Linked DNA regions of Mus musculus: region 1 is linked to region 2. Evidence: chromatin contacts called from public HiChIP or PLAC-seq data. All regions are on one chromosome and are shown on one strand. The core of a region is the stretch at or near the end of the contact, and the rest is flanking DNA. Distances in the headings are between cores, read along the strand shown.

Region 1 (3,249 bases), core at 610-3,109, 400 kb before region 2:
TTAACTCAAACATTTTTTTTGAAAAATTAAAAGTTTAGAAAAAAAGAAGGAAAAGACCACCAACAGATTGGGAAAGGATCTTTACCTATCCTAAATCAGATAGGGGACTAATATCCAACATATATAAAGAACTCAAGAAGGTGGACTTCAGAAAATCAAATAACCCCATTAAAAAATGGGGCTCAGAACTGAACAAAGAATTCTCACCTGAGGAATACCGAATGGCAGAGAAGCACTTGAAAAAATGTTCAACATCCTTAATCATCAGGGAAATGCAAATCAAAACAACCCTGAGATTCCACCTCACACCAGTCAGAATGGCTAAGATCAAAAATTCAGGTGACAGCAGATGCTGGCGAGGATGTGGAGAAAGAGGAACACTCCTCCATTGTTGGTGGGAGTGCAGGCTTGTACAACCACTCTGGAAATCAGTCTGGCGGTTCCTCAGAAAACTGGACATAGTACTACCGGAGGATCCAGCAATACCTCTCCTGGGCATATATCCAGAAGATGCCCCAACAGGTAAGAAGGACACATGCTCCACTATGTTCATAGCAGCCTTATTTATAATAGCCAGAAGCTGGAAAGAACCTAGATGCCCCTCAACAGAGGAATGGATACAGAAAATGTGGTACATCTACACAATGGAGTACTACTCAGCTATTAAAAAGAATGAATTTATGAAATTCCTAGCCAAATGGATGGACCTGGAGGGCATCATCCTGAGTGAGGTAACACATTCACAAAGAAACTCACACAATATGTATTCACTGATAAGTGGATATTAGCCCCAAACCTAGGATACCCAAGATATAAGATATAATTTGCTAAACACATGAAACTCAAGGAGAATGAAGACTGAAGTGTGGACACTATGCCCCTCCTTAGATTTGGGAACAAAACACCCATGGAAGGAGTTACAGAGACGGAGTTTGGAGCTGAGATGAAAGGATGGACCATGTAGAGACTGCCATAGCCAGGGATCCACCCCATAATCAGCATCCAAACGCTGACACCATTGCATACACTAGCAAGATTTTATTGAAAGGACTCAGATGTAGCTGTCTCTTGTGAGACTATGCCGGGGCCCAGCAAACACAGAAGTGGATGCTCACAGTCAGCTAATGGATGGATCATAGGGCTCCCAATGGAGGAGCTAGAGAAAGTAGCCAAGGAGCTAAAGGGATCTGCAACCCTATAGGTGGAACAACATTATGAGCTAACCAGTACCCCGGAGCTCTTGACTCTAGCTGCATATATATCAAAAGATGGCCTAGTCGGCCATCACTGGAAAGAGAGGCCCATTGGACTTGCAAACTTTATATGCCCCAGTACAGGGGAATACCAGGGCCAAAAAGGGGGAGTGGGTGGGCAGGGGAGTGGGGGTGGGTGGATATGGGGGACTTTTGGTATAGCATTGGAAATGTAAATGAGTTAAATACCTAATAAAAAATGGAAAAAAAAAAAAAAAGAAAAAGAAAAAAAGAAGGAAAGAAGGAAAGAAGGAAGGAAGGAAGGAAAGGAAGGAAGGAAGGAAGGAAGGAAGAGAGAGAGAGAGAGAAAGAAAGAAAGAAAGAAAGAAAGAAAGGAAGGAAGGAAGGAAGGAAGGAAGGAAGGAAGGAAGAAAGAGAGAGAGAGAAAGAAAAAGAAAGATCGATCCTGAAAATTCAGGGGAACTCCTAGGAAAAAAACAAAGTGGAGGAGCTCCAGGCCAGAGGGTTGAGGTGGGAGGGTGGGTACCACTGAGCAGGCTGGGTGTGAACTGGAGTGTGAAGCCCCTGAATGTATGACTGTAAGATACCTATGAGGTTTCCCTGGAGGCAGAGCCTCTGCCCGCACCCTGCCCAGGCCTTGGTGGGTACACAGACTGGGCATTGCCCTCTCAGGACTGAAAGACGGCTGGGGTGATTTCACCTCTCTTTAGAGCGGTGCTTCTCAACCTTGCTGATGCTGTGGCCCTTGAATACAGTTCCCTCACACTGTGGTGACCCCCACCCATAAAATTATTTCCACCGCTACTTCCTAACTGTAGTTTTGCTCCTGTTGTGAATGGTAGCGTAAATATTTTTGGAGACAGAGGTTTGCCAAAGGGGCCGTGACCCACAGGTTGAGAACCGCGGCTCTACAAAGCGAGTAGGTTCTAATCAAGTGCTCCATCTGTCTGTCCTGGGCTTGCTTCTGAGGTGAGATCGGCTCAGGCAAGACAGGACCTTCCTACACCATGGGAGAAACCAAACCCACGTAATCAGTAGTAGTTCTGAGTACTTGTGGGCGCCAGAAAACCACTCTGGGGAGGGGAAGAGGCCTCGGAGGGGATCTGCACAGGAAGTGAAGAACCACACAGGCAATTGACTGTCACACAGAAGCAGTCTGGGCGGTGGCACGTTAGGGAAGGGAGACAAAAGGGTCCCTGTGGCAGCACCACGAGGCGGTGCAGATCAGAAGTTAGATGAATTAATTAGAGGCCCCGGTTTCTCTCCCTACTCTCTCACCCCATGCAGACCCAAGACCAGAGACTGTGAGACCTGGGTAGACCAGTCCTGGGGCTCTCTGCTGCAGCTCTTCCAGAAGGGACTACAGATGACTGTCACAGGGCCCTCCTCCATGGCAGAGTACTTTCTTGAGGTCTTGAGGGCCAAGAACCTTTTTTTGGGGGGTGGGGGTGGGGCGGGTTAGAGTCAGGGTTTCTCTGTGTAGCCCTGGCTGTTCTGAAACTCACTCTGTAGTCCAGGCTGACCTGCCTCTGCCTCCCAAGTGCTGGTATTAAAGGCGTGCATACTACTGCTGGCTGCCAAGAATCTTTTATTTTTATTGCAGCATTAGATTTCTTGGCAAGACTCCTTTGTCAAACACCCTCCAGTGGCACAGGTAGCACATGACAGTGGGGTCCCTCTCTGTCCCATTCGATGCAGCATCTCCAGGTCTTAATAAGCACTAGTGGCTGGCAAGCCCCGGTGCAGGAGTTCTTACAGCAAAGGAAGAAGAGAGGTGTGGAAAGCAAGCATTCTGTCATCACTAATTCACTGGACTCTTTCTGGATGGCCGCCTGGGTTCCTCTATGCTCTGCACATATCTCGTAACTCCCAGGTTTTCTCTGCACAAGACTGTGGTGGTGGTGGTGGTGGTGTGTGAGTGGTGACTTCAAAGACCATGTGGCCCATCCAGGAAACGAGAGAGAGAGAGAGAGAGAGAGAGAGAGAGAGAGAGAGAGAGAGAGAGAGAGAGGGGGGGGGGGGGCACGATACTAGT
Region 2 (3,471 bases), core at 314-2,813:
TAGAGTTAATTTCTGCACTGGGGATGGGGGCACACATCTTTAATTCCAGTACTTGGGAGGCAGATTTTTGAGTTCACAGCCAGCCTGGTCTACAGAATGAATTCTAGGACAGCTATAACTACATAGATAAACCATGTTTCAAAAAGCAAACAAACAAATTTCTGAACAGCTCAAAAACTTCAGGCATCACTGCCCTGGGGCAATTTGTTTTCTTCTCCAGCGCGTCTTTTTCTTGTTGTTATCCAAGTATCTCTTGTTATCCACATTATCCCCAGCACACGCACCAAGCCTTTCTCCCGTCGTCCCCATAACATCAGCAGACTGACTTCCCAGTCCCAGCGGCAGCTGCTGTTGCTGCTCTTACAGCCAACGTCTGAGGCTGTGGTAATCACGAGTGAGTTTTGATTGTCATATAATCTTTATTTGGAGCAAAAACCAATGACGACTCTGGCTGAAATAGCAAAATTCAACAAAGCAGGTGGATTAAACCAGGTATCATGTGGATGCTTCCTCCTACAGTTAGGGATTGGTGTCTCTGGTCAGAACACTCTTACTCTGAAGGTTGGTGGTTGTGGTACTAGATCCTCATAGAGCAGAGATAGGCCATAACTGCCAGTCCTTATAGGAGGCAGTAAGCCAACCGTGAGGGCTATACTCTTTTGATGGCTGCCTCCCAGAAAGCCCCCTCCCCTGGAATGCACTGGGAGTAGGGCTTCAAACTAAAACCCTCAGGTGTGATGTGAAAGTCTCATGTGTTCTGTCTGGGATGGCATTTCGCGTTCTCATCTCCTACCCTGAGCCATGATTCATTTTCTGCAAGCCCCTTCCCTCTCATGCCCACATGTCGTCCTCCAAGTCAAGGTCCATGGCAAGATTCAGTGCTGACTCCTCCTTCACGCCTCACTGCTGCCATGGCAACATGATCTCCCCTAACTCCACACCATTCAGAAAGATGCCGCAGCTCCAGGGCAGATGTCCTCTTCAAACCTGACCAGAGCAAGCACAGAGGGCTCTCCCCCAGGAGACTCGGTTACTTTACGGATATTTGTGACTTTGCTGAGCCACATAAAGTTGTTTAAATGCCTATATTCATCCGATGGAACAAAAATAAATGGTGGTTAGATTCATTTTCCATTCCGCTTTTAGCAGCAGGTACTTATCTCCTTCCTCCATCAGGAAGGAAGTATGTGGGTGTCCCATGATTTCATGGGCTGTTGAGCAGTCTGAAATGGCCAGAGTTTGAAAGAACTCACTCTCATGGACCTGAGAATGTCTTCAGGCGGCCTCCAGAACGTCTCACTTTGGGTGACTAGTGGCCACTTCTACAAAGTCTCTCCACTCGGTGTTCCTGCCTTCAAGCAATCAGCGTACCGAAGTCAGCGGCACCTGTTTGACCTGGGCCTTCATAATTCTGGGCACTTGTGCTATGCAAACTATGAAGGGCTGCTGTCAGCTGCACAGATCCCACCTGTCTGTCTTCGAACAAGGTCACCCATGTGTACTGCAAGGGCCACTTTTCCCCTGTATGCAGTGAGGCAAGACAAAAAAAAAATTACCCAAAAGGAACCACAGACTCGGGCTCAGCTTAGATGACTCTTCTAAGAGGGATGGGGGGAGGGGAGCCTTACTACTTCGTGTTCCCTCGCTTGTTAATTGAAAAACTTGGCTTAGATCTGCAACCCCAGTACTGAGGGCACATGCAGAGGATGAAGGCTCAGGCGCAGGCCTGGGAGTCCTGTCTGAGGTAAAGCATGGAAACAGTATATCTACAGAGACCAGAAGCCATTTTTAAAATTTATTTTATGTATGTGAGTACACTGTAGCTGTCTTCAGACACACCAGAAGAGGGCATCAGATCCCATTACAGATGGTTGTGAGCCACCATTTGGTTGCTGGGAATTGAACTCAGGACCTCTGGAAAAGAGGTCAGTGCTCTTAACCGCTGAGCCATCTCTCCAGCTCTGTCACTGGAAGCATTTGAGACAGAAAGTCAGATGCTGGAGTTCTTAGTCAGATGCACATGATGGAAGCACACACATGAGCTCTCTGAGTTATCTCCATGCCTTTGATGGCAATTTAGAAAACAACACACCAATCAATCTGAGACTTCAGACAAGGGTCTCCCAGTCCAGGGGTCACAAAATGTTTCACCCAGGACTTTAGTAAGGTTCTGGTAGCCTAGCCACAACTAACCTTAGGTTTGGTATTTTGCATTTTCTGGATATGAAGGGATTGTTAGCCTCGGAGTAGCTGTGGCTATCTGCACAATTTCAAAGTAACCAGTCATCACTCCAGCATAAGGCGAGAAGGAGCTCACAGTCCCTACCCCTAGCATTGACGAGCTATTGATAGTTGATGGTTACTAGGGAAAAGAGAGTCATATTTCATTAAGGGTGCATCCCTTGGTAGGTCAGCCATTCTTGGGTGGGTAGCACTGCACCCTAGAGTACAAGGGTGAACTCCTACACAAACTGAATTCTTTGGGTGGTGTTGCTTTGTTTTGTTTTTTTAAGAAAATAAAAGAACAGTCAGGCACACACCTTTAATCTCAGCACTTGGGAGGCAGAGGCAAGTGAGTATTTGTGAGTTCGAGGCCAGCCTGGTCTACATGGTGAGTTCTAGAATAGCTAGAAAAAAGATACACTTTCTCTGAAGTAGAAGAAGGAAGAGGAGGAGGAGGAAGAAGAGGAGGAGGAAGAGGACATAAAGTTTGAAAAGGGGAATAAGGGGTATATCTAGGAGGACTTAGGGAGAAGAGCAGAGATGAATATGATCAAAATACACGCATATATGTATGTATTATGAAATTATCAAAGGTTTAATAAAAATACATTTTAAAATAAACAGAAACACACCCTTATTTTTCCACATGAATTTGTGATTTTAAAGGCACACACACTGCATCACTTTTCTCCCTTTGACATTTTCTCCACCCAGTTGGTATGGAGGAAGTAACTAGGTAACCTACCATCTTCCTCTGTGCTCTTCTGTAGCCCTGAGTTCTAAGGAGGCGGCTTTAGCCTCCTGTGAAGCAGAAGCCTTGTAGGGCCCCTTGAGAGATACCATCCAGGAGGCTCACATACACAGATTTGTAAGGGAAGAAAGAGAGCCAAGCATTAAATGAGAACAGTGATATTTGATAAAGCCCATTGCTCTGATATCACACTTCCAGGAGAGAGTTACCCTCACCTTAGACCAGTCTTACATCCTAGCTCTTCTAGTCAGTAACACCTGGTGTACCCCAGGCTGGTCTCAAATTCCCTATATGTTGCTGCTTTCCCAAAGGCCACATCAGCACCAGGGACCCCAGGTAAGACCCCACCTTATTCCCTATGTCTGCCAAGTCCCCTTACGGCACACCTAACAGACGTAACTGCACCCCATCACTTGGGCCCTATATTCTGGCCACCAACATTGGCAGAAGACCTGTGCTTTCCTGGAGGCCACACCTGTTCTAGGAACCCCAGAGGC

The links. HiChIP or PLAC-seq counts read pairs in DNA pulled down with a chosen protein or histone mark.
Region 1: an H3K27ac HiChIP or PLAC-seq map of T-cell acute lymphoblastic leukemia shows a contact between it and region 2, with 2.7 times the contacts expected there. The contact joins two enhancer-like sites. A contact is called at or near these places in 1 of 39 promoter capture datasets (hippocampal neurons), 2 of 15 datasets of contacts at CTCF or cohesin (large pre-B cells and pro-B cells), 11 of 484 Hi-C or Micro-C datasets (bone marrow-derived macrophages, differentiating embryonic stem cells, embryonic fibroblasts and 5 more), 12 of 115 datasets of contacts at active chromatin or transcription factors (the 230-238 cell line, T-cell acute lymphoblastic leukemia, bone marrow-derived dendritic cells and 9 more) and 1 of 9 other capture datasets (embryonic stem cells).

Annotation. Positions count from the first base shown.
Region 1 is chr3:131,207,756-131,211,004 of GRCm38.p6, reverse strand. The region is part of intron 11 of Lef1 (lymphoid enhancer binding factor 1); the gene reads right to left. Among named protein-coding and RNA genes, the nearest start is that of Hadh, 63 kb to the left of the region's middle. Within about 2 kb of position 1,859, at least 77 of the 459 cell types and tissues checked have an H3K27ac peak or open chromatin away from gene starts, as enhancers often do. A contact at or near this core is called in the 230-238 cell line, T-cell acute lymphoblastic leukemia and pro-B cells, where this site is marked.
Region 2 is chr3:130,807,928-130,811,398 of GRCm38.p6, reverse strand. No RefSeq gene overlaps it. Among named protein-coding and RNA genes, the nearest start is that of Gm36443, 5.7 kb to the right of the region's middle. Within about 2 kb of position 1,563, at least 44 of the 459 cell types and tissues checked have an H3K27ac peak or open chromatin away from gene starts, as enhancers often do. A contact at or near this core is called in the 230-238 cell line, T-cell acute lymphoblastic leukemia and pro-B cells, where this site is marked.